Linked DNA regions of Mus musculus: region 1 is linked to region 2. Evidence: chromatin contacts called from public ChIA-PET data. All regions are on one chromosome and are shown on one strand. Each heading gives the region's core, a stretch centred on a gene start, on an enhancer-like site or on the middle of the called end of the contact. The rest is flanking DNA. Distances are from core to core; before and after follow the strand shown.

Evidence for each region. ChIA-PET counts read pairs in DNA pulled down with a chosen protein or histone mark.
Region 1: a contact with region 2 is called in an RNA polymerase II ChIA-PET map of memory CD8 T cells, with 11 read pairs. The contact joins two enhancer-like sites. A contact is called at or near these places in 1 of 484 Hi-C or Micro-C datasets (the C10 cell line), 1 of 115 datasets of contacts at active chromatin or transcription factors (memory CD8 T cells) and 1 of 9 other capture datasets (embryonic stem cells).

Annotation. Positions count from the first base shown.
Region 1 is chr17:86,320,914-86,326,250 of GRCm38.p6, forward strand. The region is part of intron 1 of Prkce (protein kinase C, epsilon); the gene reads left to right. Among named protein-coding and RNA genes, the nearest start is that of 2010106C02Rik, 36 kb to the left of the region's middle. Within about 2 kb of position 2,673, at least 72 of the 459 cell types and tissues checked have an H3K27ac peak or open chromatin away from gene starts, as enhancers often do. A contact at or near this core is called in memory CD8 T cells, where this site is marked.
Region 2 is chr17:86,204,345-86,209,658 of GRCm38.p6, forward strand. All of the region lies in intron 1 of Prkce (protein kinase C, epsilon), which reads left to right. Among named protein-coding and RNA genes, the nearest start is that of Gm52296, 36 kb to the right of the region's middle. Within about 2 kb of position 2,252, at least 19 of the 459 cell types and tissues checked have an H3K27ac peak or open chromatin away from gene starts, as enhancers often do. A contact at or near this core is called in memory CD8 T cells, where this site is marked.

The DNA of each region.
Region 1 (5,337 bases), core at 1,423-3,922, 120 kb after region 2:
CAAGTCCACGGTTGACCTTGATGCTACAGGGTCCTATTCAGAACGGCCTTCCCTGTGCCTATAAATTGAATCATGCACCCTACTTTATCCTCTAACAATCAGGATATTGGGTCTTATGTTGAGATCCATGGTCCACTGGGAGTTATATTCAGGGTCAGAGACAATTACCAAGTTTCAGCCTTCTGCCTGCAACTATCCAGTCTGGCCAGCACCATTTGAGGAAGAAAAAACGATTATTAAAGGGTCTTTCAGAAGTAATACAGTGAACGGCAAACACGTGTGTAACAAATACACATACACGGTTAAATTTTTATTTAGCTCACAAATGGGGAAAGCAGCAGAGTGATCCAGCTGGCTTAAGAGGGAATTTAATGCATGCATGCAGGGCATCAGGACTGTGGGAAGGAGACTGCTATCGGATGCAAACCTGATCGATATCCACCAGCTTCTCCTCCATTAGAAGCAGTCTGTGCTTTTAGGGTCTGTGCTTGGCTTTGCTTACAGCGTTCTTTCCCTCACGGAGTTGTAAAATGACCTAAAGACACCAAGCATAGGGTAGCACAGAGTTTGCCATGCATGGATCTCCATTAACATGTTTGTCCAGGTCTCATAATGTTGTGTGTGTGACAAGATGCAGTTGAAGAACATGAAGAGAATACAGGTGCTTGCTCTTAAGGAGAGCCCCTAAAAGTCATTATGCGCACATTGGCTTGGGTCCTATGGCCAGACGTTAGTAACATGGCCATTCTAGGTTATACGGGAGGTTAGGAAATACAGCCCACATGTGTTCTGTTACATAGGGGAGGGGAGGGGGACCATTGACAACGAATGCATCAAGTAGCCTTTGCCTCAGTCCTCATCTGTGTTTGTTGCAGCCATGTTCTAGGTTGAAGGCAACGAGCAGTAACTAGAGTGTGTATCACATGACCCATGGTAGAGTGTATCACATGACCCATGGTAGAGTGTATCGCATGACCCGTGGTAGAGTGTATCACATGGCCCATGGTACATCTGTACAGTGGAATACATCCCTTAAAGGAGGCAAGGATATATATATATATATATATATATATATATATATATATATATATATATATATATATATATTTTTTTTTTTTTTTTTTTCTGACAGGAGGATGTCCAAGATCAATACACACCAAAACTCACATACAAAGGAGTATATATAGCAGACTGTTTTAAAAAGAGATGAATATGCTTATTAATATGTAGATTTTCACTGAAAATTAAGAAAAACAAAGAATAACCCTGGAGTAAGTGAGGCTCAAGAAGGGAGGAGATTGTCTGATCTCACACCAAAACTGTTTCATGTTCTCTATGAATTGTGATCTTGCTCCAGTGTTCTCAGATGTTGATAAAGTAGAATGAACTAAAAGTTACCATCTACATGTGACTGAGGAGAATTAGAATTGGCCTGAGCCTGGAGAAGGACGTAGAGCTTCTAAATTGTTAAAAAACAGATTGACCAATAACAGGGAAGAGGGGTGTGGATTCTTAGAATAACAGCCTATGGGAAGGCTTCTGTGATTCCTGAATTTCAAGCCACATTTATCTACCCTTGACAATATCCTTTTTAAGTGTATCTCTGTGTGTGTGTGTGTGCATAGGCATGTGTGTGTGTGTGTATGGATGTACACATGTGGAGGCTGATGCTGAGTGTCTCCTTTGATCCCTTGCCACTTTGTTTTTTGAGATGGAAGCCTGCTGAACCTATCTTGTCAGGAAGCCAAGAGCGTCCTCCCAGCTCCGCAGCTCTGGTGTTGAGAGTGAGATGTGTGCCATCATCCGCAGCTGTCATGTGAACTCATCCCCGTGCCCGTGCAAAAGGATGCCACCAACTCCACCATTCTCCAAACTTCGTAATAGTATCTCCAGGCATTTAAATACAAACTCAACATTTACGGGGACTATTACAGATAAAGCTCACACCTCCACAATGCAGCTTCTTCTCATTTATTTATTTAATTTATTTGCTCATTCATTTCTTCATTCTCCCATTAAGACTCGTCTGGTGACTCAGCCACGGGGACAATCTTAATACGATTTGTAGTCATTTCCTATTACAGTAGGAAGAAAGGGAACCCGAGAGAGCTGCAGACTGAGGTGTGGCCTCAGCCTCCACCCTGAGCAACAGTGTGACCAAGTGTGTCCTACCAGCACAGAGGAAAGAGTCTACATTTGTAAAGGAGGTTAAGAACACTTGTTCTGCTTGCCCTATAGGAATATCTGCGGCAAGGCATAGAGAGGTGATCAGGTGTCAGGGCTTGTGAAAGATGCAAAGCCTTATTCACATACAGAGGGAAGGCTGTTTCCCCCTCAGACAGATGAGGCCCTCTTGAGGGGAAACTCAATCCTGGCAGCAGAAGGGAGGTTTGAAATGGAAAGTAGAAATTGGAATTGTTGTTGATGTTGACCTCTGAAGGTGATTTAGGGAGCACTGGGTATGGTAGACCACACAGGAAGCCAAAGAATATGGTGGTGAAGAGCAGTGAAGAGCTGAAGCCTGCGGTTGTGACTGTCCTCCCACCCCCAGGGGGCCCTGGGGCATGGCCACACTCCCTGTGCCTCAAGTCCTCTCCTGTAAACACTCTGTCCTCACAACAAAGAGGCAGTACCTCGTTGTTGTGAGGATTAAATGAGTTAGTGGCTGTAAACCACTCCTGAGGTCAACACCTCGCACAGAGGAGCTGCCAGGAAGTCATAGAAACAGTGTCTAGTCGGTAGGTTGTGTGAGTTAAATGTGCCACAGAGCTTTAAAGTGCACAGCATGGGAACTGCCACCCAGCTAGGTGGTGTCCCAGGAGAACAGGTAGAATAGCCAAGCCTTCTTCTCTGTCCTGGTCTAACCTGCAGTTTAATGGTAGAAAGAGTCCTGTGAACCCACATGCTATCGAGCATTAGAACCCCGAGCAAATACATCAACGTGGAGTGGGCATGTTAGAGTTTTGGAGCCTTGTCAGTATGGCAGGAACCTTCTTAAGGAACCTTCCTAGCTTGGTTTTAAACACACACACATACACACATACACACACACACACACAATTGGAAAAAAAATGGCTGCTGAAGTTCCACTGTGAGGGTTCCTGGCTCAGCTAGCAGCCTAGGAATGAGCCTTGTTTGAGCTGGGGTTGATATGCGTTTATAATTGGGTTCCAGGATTCAGGACTCCAGGGAATTCTGCATGACCTCACCACCGTTCTAACCAGCAGCCAGGAAGGCAAACACCTACCTTCTGCATTTATCTAACTGGACTCTGAGGCTCAGCTGCCTTTCCAAGGAGCTGGGATGGGCTAGTTTTGCCAGGGCCTTCCTGGCTATGATTTTTTGGGGGGTGGGGTGGGGTGGGTTGGGGTCCTTAAAGTGAGCACATTAGCAGGGCAGGGCAAGCCCGGGGTTAATGACTGCAGGCAGATGGCTCTTCCATTGCAACTCTCTGGGAAGAAGCAGATGCAGATGCTAATGAAGGCCCATATTTCTGAGCAGTGATGACACAGACAGATTCGTTCCACTTTCTCTTTCTAGCCCTGTGCCCAGCCCTTTAATGGACAGTGTGGCCCCATGAGACTATACAGCTGGAAGAAACCTTAGGATCATCTCTCCCCCTTCCCACAAAGAAAATAGAGGTTCAGAGAGGGTCAGAGAGGCTGCCCCAAGACTCAAGTTCCGGTCCTAAATGTCACACATGACAGCTGGAGGCGGACTGGGCCTAATGGGCACTTCATCATGGCCTATCCTAAATCTCCTTTTCACAATACAAATAACGTATGGGACATTTATCAGGGCCCACTCAGAGGGAATAAAAACACCCGACAGCACCGTGTTCTAGAATGCCCGCGTGGGTTTGCAGAGTGAACACAGCCACCTCTGAGATTAGCTGTGTGTTTGTGAAATCTAAACCTTCAGGAACATGTACAATAAATTAAAACCCAAGTAGAGCGTGCGTGTGTTCAACATGAGTCATGAATACACTTCTATCAGGGAGCAGAGCCCGCCTGGGGCAGGGTGATCAGAGAAGGACCTGTAGTGGAAATGAGGAAAGGGAAGCGGGTGGCTGGGTGGACTCCAAGCTACAGTGTTCTAGAGGACAATCGCCTCCAGCCATTGTGTGAAGCTTGCTCCAGCTGGCACCCCAGCAAAGACTGTGAGGCCTGGAAGAGAAGCATGTCAAGAGCCCTCTTGCTCCAACACACACACACACACACACACACACACACACACACACACACACACACACAGAGAGAGAGAGAGAGAGAGAGAGAGAGAGAGAGAACTAAGGAATCATTTTCCTAGAGGACTGTGGACTTAAGTCTTGGAATAATTGGCATTCACTGCTCAATGAGGGGCTATCGGGGGACACCAAGGAAGGGCTTCCCGCCACAGGCTTCCTACCGTGGCCCCAGAGGGCCGAGTTCTGTGTCGTCTAGATCTGCTTTGTCTCAAACTGCACTGATGGGGACGCTGACCGCTCTGGTCTTGGGGTGGGGGGCGGTTAGGGATCTTTTATGCTGGAAATGGAGAAGGCCAGTAGAACTCAGACGATAGATGTGGTTCTCTGTAGGGAAAGTGGGGGTGGCTGTTATCTGAGCTCATCACTACTGGTTTGGAAGGAAGTGAGGAGCTCCAGTCCTGGGCAGAGCTGCTTGCAGGTGTGAGCCCAACAGACTGATTCTCTCAGACCCCGGGTGTACTCGGGAGGTGGTTTAGGAGGCAAGCATGGTCGATGCAGGAGAGTTTTCTGGAATGTCCTCTCCCTGATAAGCACTTTCTCTCCTGGTGGGATGAAGGTCCAGGTAGGGCAGCCTCTGTAATATTTTCTATCACAGGTTCCTGTGATCCTGATGGGCTTTTAAGAGAAGAAGACCCAAGAAGGTATCTTGGGCTGACACACGTCCCCAGGTGTATGAGGCTGGGGTGGTAGCGTGACCCCTGAGACAAAGCAACGGGCTTTGGATGTCCTCTTCTGTATTTCAGGCTGTAAACTCCATGTGCTCTTGAAGTGACAAGGCTTTAGCTACACTGGCTCTGAGCAAGCCTGAGGATTGTGTGCCCAGCCTGCCTCCCACACCCTCCCCAAGGAGAATTGCCCTCTGGGATTATTTGGTTCCATAGCCAGAAATTCATTACCATTTAAGAAGGTACTAATTTTATAAGAGGATTATGTAGGAAATTTGATATCCCCTCTCGATTTCTCCTCGATGGTTCAGGGTCAACAGCATGGTTTTTACAGTGTTTACCAATGAAGATACTCGGCAAAGTGCTGGTCCTAGAAAGAAGGATGTCCTCTGAGCGTGGCTGAGCCTGCCTTTTTATGTAGTGGTG
Region 2 (5,314 bases), core at 1,002-3,501:
CACATTTCTCATTGATAGCAAGTAGGTGGAATTTCTATGATGTCCCATGGATACATTAGGCATTTGGCTCTCTATATACCTTTCCATTTCACCATCTCTAAGGTATGGCGTTCATTGACACTGTTCCAGAAGGCTGCCATAACTCCAGCTGTCACATATTCATTCTAAGAGAAAGGCAAGGAAGGCGTTCTTGTTTGTTTATTGTGTACACGTGTTTGCGCACATGCCCCTGGCAGCACTAGTTCCAGCACGCATAGGTATGGCAGCCAGAGAGAGATGTCAGCATCTCTGCCTAGTGCACACATCTTATTTTTCAAGTCTGGGTCTCCTGCTGAGCCTGGAACTTACCATGCTCTCTCCTGTCTGGCTAGTGAGCTCCAGGAGCCCTCTTGTTTCTGCTGCCCGATTCTAGGATTACAAGTGCCACGACCCTGCCCAGCTCTCTACATGGGCGCTCGGGGTCCAAACTCAGGGCCTCCTGCATGCATTCCCACTTCTTCCAGCCAGAGTTGTCCTTGGGGATGGGGATATAGCTCAGTTGGGGAAGGGCTGTGGTGGGGTAATGAACCCTAGGCTGTATGACTGCCAGGAACTCATACACTGGGTGTGGTACTGGTGATACCCGTAGAGGGGAGGTAGAGGCAGGAAGATTGGGAGTTTTGTGATTAAGGCTTTTGGAAGCTATGGAAGTTTGAGGCCAGCTGGGATTGCATGCTACATCACATCAAAAAACAATAAGAAAAAAAGATGGCAGCAGCAATGACAAAACAAACAAACAAACAAGGGGCTGTAAGATGGCCTAGCACATGGAAGCCCTTGCTGCATAAAGTCAAGTTCAGGCTCTGGAGCCCAGAGTCTAGGCCTCTCTAACCACTAAGCTATCTACCAGCAGTGATTGGTGTGAAAGCCACCTATACCCCTTAGCTTGTAATCCCACTTCTAAAATGTTGTACGAAATGTTCGTGTGCAGAGACATGTTGAGCATGTTAGGTGCAGTGTCTGAGTGGCCCCTGTTGGTCTGGGTCATACTGCTCACCCAGGAGCTGGGAAAGGGCACTCTAGTTTCCAGACCCACTAGCAGCTCAGCAGTGAGCCAGACTACCCAGAAACAAAATCGGTACTGCAGTTTTGGACATTGTCCTTGTATTTCAGCAAAGGGAGGAATCCTCCTTGTCGGGCAGTCGCCCTGTGCCTTGCCGTGCCAAGGTGAGAAGCCTATAGTTTCACTTCAGTGAGAGAGTATTGGCCTAGTATCTGTTGAGTGATGGTGTTTGGTTCCCCATACCATGGGAAAAAAAAAAAGAAAGAGAGAAAAGAAGAAAAGAAGAGTCATGTTGGGGCAGTTCAGTTCTCAGTCTCTCGCTGTCCTGGTGCCCAGGGCTCTGCTTGAAAGCCAGGGTGAAGGGGGTTGCTGGTAGCTATTATGGCCCTGCCCCTTGGAGATGGAATGCTAACACTCAGATGATACTTACCGCCTAATTGGGGGGCGGGGGGGGGGTGGAGAGACTCCTGCTCTCTCCTTATGGGAATGCCTGCGGGCAAAGCCTCCTCTGTCATCTGGGCCTCAGCAGGTGAGAAGCCCTCTGATTGGACATTCACACCCACATCAATTTGACTTGGGTAATAATACAACCTGTTACTCAGCCCATCGACATAATTATAGGTAAGGAAATTGCTAGGGGAGGTCCCTGAGCAGTCAGAGGCCAGAAGGAAATCTTTTCAATTAATTAATGAGTGGGTAGGTTAAAAAGTTTTAATATACATTTTAGAAAGTCTCGAGTGAAATATCAGAGTTCTTACCCCCCCTCCCCCGCGCCCAGAAAAGAAGAAAGGAAGTTTGATGTTCAAACTTTCGTTTTTAAGCTTTCCTCTCCTTTGAAATATTATTTTGAAGTGTATCTAGGTTTACTTCTGCTTCCCCACACAACTCCAAAATAAGGTTAAATAAAATAACTGGTTTATAAACAGTCAAGGATAGATGTTAGCAAAATGAAGAGAATTTTGGATAAGTATCTTACACATAACAAATAGAGCATCATTCTGGGCTTCGTTGATGGCCAGTGCCTAAACCACCAAACGATTGTGTTGACTTTGTGGGTTTCTTGAAAGAGACCAAGAATGTAGATCATCCCGGACTTATGTAACAGCGCAGCTATTGCCTTGCTAAGTCAGGGAAAGCAAGGAGCAGAGAGAGCAGGCGGAAGCAAAGCTCCTGACTGAAGACCTCATGTTCGCACTGTTGTGGTGAGTTTATAACTTCACCTGTGGCCATCGCTCCTTGATCCCTCAGCCGGTGTGTCATAGCTAAAGGGACTGCTGTGTCAGAAGGTGCCTGAATGACCTGTGCGGGCACGATTCATGAGAGTCATTGCCTTTGGGAGTTCACATTTCAAAGCAGATGGAATGGTGTGGCCCAAACATAAGAACACAAGGGAAAAAAAGAGCATGGCGTTGGGGTAGGCACGGATGAGCCATGAGGCATTCTTTGTCTCGGGAAACCTCATCAAAGAGAGGGGTTAGAGCAGCCGTGGAAGCGCTGAGCCTTTCCTGCTTTATACGAAGCGAGAGGTGGAAGCACACTGGCGACAGAGATGAATTCACAGACCTAGATCTCATAGCCTTCAAGCTAAAGCATGTCATGTAGATGAAATAGAAAGCATCCAGGCCCCACTTAACTAGGGGAGCCAGAATGTGGGCATGAGCACTGGAGGAGAGGGCTGACATGAACCCAAGGGTCAGTGGGTCAGGCCTTTCATTCCCCTTGCTTTCCTTAGGGTGGTGTGACAGCATTGGAGACTCGGGCTTGATTTCTCACTAACCATGTCTCCGTGGGTACTGCTGTATCAAACATGTGGCCCCTGTTAAACCCAGCAGGTCACAAAGTCAAAACCACATGGGAGTGGGACGGGGACTTGGTAGGAGGAAGGAGGCATTGGTGGGCTCGGAGGGATAAGAGAGGGTTGAGGGATGTGTCTGACCAGAATGTACTGTACATGTGAATGAAAGCATCAAAGAGCACGTTAATTTAAACGTTGATGTGATTTGCTCTGCTTTTATCTTCTGAGTCAGAGATGTGTGTGTGTTTATATTAAATATATATCGACTATATTGTATATATTGAAGCCAGTAGGATACATATATACTGAGTCCCCAAAGAAACCAGATATTTCTACTCCATATCCCCCCTTTCCTGTTTGCTTTCCTGGTCGCACACAGGTAATCTATTGGACACTGTCTTATTCATGATAACTTAACCAATTCCTAGGAATTGTGTGCAAACCTTCTGAAGTGGCCAATCGGGATTCTAAGACTTTTGGGTGAGTCTCCAAAGAAACTAGATATTTCCAATTCAATACAAACATGTATACACACATATATGTATATACATATACACACAGACACACACAGATACACATATATTCCACAGACACACATACCATATATATATACATATACATATATATACACATCTATATATATCCATCTATATATATCCATATATGTATGTATGTATGTGTGTATGTATGTATGTATGTATTTATGTATGTATGTATATATGTGTGTGTGTGTATATATCCCAGACTCAAACACATTCCAGACTGATTCAGTCCCACTCTATAGTTGAGGGATATCTTGAGATTTTGATCCTCTTGTCTCCAGTTCTCAAATGCTGGGGTTACCTACATGAATTCCTGTGCCTGGCTACTATAGTAGATTTTAAGTAAGGATTTATACTGTTTTAAATGCAATAGATTTGCAATTTCTTAATTATATTTATATTTTCATCATTTAACAACTTAATAGAAGAATACCGTAAGGAATTCAGTAGTGAAAAGGAAGTGGTCGGCAGTTAGCCCCGCTCTTATCGCAGACTCCCTTCCTTCCCAAGAGGCTGGCGCCTCGTGTATCGTTCCAGAAATACTCCGGCCTGATTACACGTGTGTCTTTGCTTCCCCTCTTATCTATAGACTTAAGAAGTCGTTGTTGCGCCCATCTCGGTTTACTTTCTTCATTGTAGTGATTCCATACAGGGCAGCCACCCACGGTTCAATAGGTACTTTAACCCGTGTTTATTTTGTTTGTTTGTGTAGATCTTCTCTTTACTTCCCTGCAGCTCTTGGTCTCCATGACTTCAGCAGTTAATTTAGAGAGGTGCCGGAGATGACTGAGCAAGAAGGGATGGTTGTTAGAAATCAGATATGTCACCCTCTTGGGAAAGACAGATCTAGATGTTATCCGTTTCTGACCACACTTAGGTGTGGAGCAAGGCAAGGCTGATACAGGTATCCCTCTGTCAGCAGAACAGCAGCTGGAGGAAGGTCACGTGTTCCCTGGTGCTGGGGACAGCAGTGGGGACAGCAGACCAGAGCTTTCACTTTGCTGATTTCCTGAAGGGGAAGGCCTGTTTCTGAGATTGACAGTCTTTGCTTAAAGGCTCCATCAAAATGTAGATGAAAAATGCCATGGTTTTTCAAACGGTGTGTAACAGACTTTGTCTTTTAAATACACACATATATGTATATACATATACACACAGACACACACAAATCCAAATGGGTTCCAAATCCCATGGGTTACAGACGAACCCTTAAAGAAAGGATCAAATGCGGCCAGAGTGATGACTCAGCAGTTAAGAGCACTGGCTGCTCTTCCAGAGATCCTGAGTTAATTCCCAGCACCCACATAGGTGTTAACAACAGTCTGTAACTCCAGATCCAGAGGATCCAACACGCTCACACAAACATGTATGCAGGCAAATCTCCAGTGCACATAAAACAAAGGGTCAAGTCAGGAGCTACAAGCAAGAGGGTGACGGAATTACAATGGCAGGGGGACTCTTGTGATGGTTCCTCCAAACTCAGTGGACTCCAGTAGAGACACTGGTGTACTTTGGGGGATAGGGGTGGGGGGAGACAGTGAGAATCTTCCAGAACACACTGCCATTCCCTGGGTTTAGGACCAGCGTGGCACAGGCCACACTGGATTTACCCTGAGTGTACCAGTACGGACACTACAAACTTATTTTTGGAAAGTACTTTATGTTTAATAATTGCAAAAAAAAGCTTTGAGACAGTCATCATTGGAAGAGCCTGAACCATGAGAAACTTCCTTCTCCGTGGCTTAGCATTACTTACGTGCATGAAGAGGCCAAGCCTGTAGTCCATTAAAATCAACGGCGTTAAACATCATGTTTCTGAGTAAGAGATGAAAGATGCTCTGAGGCCTTGAAGGGGCATTGGTAAATCAAGGACTGTGTCCATTGCTAGCCAGGCCTGGTGATTCCGTGTCTCTGGCTCATGGAGAAATGTGCACC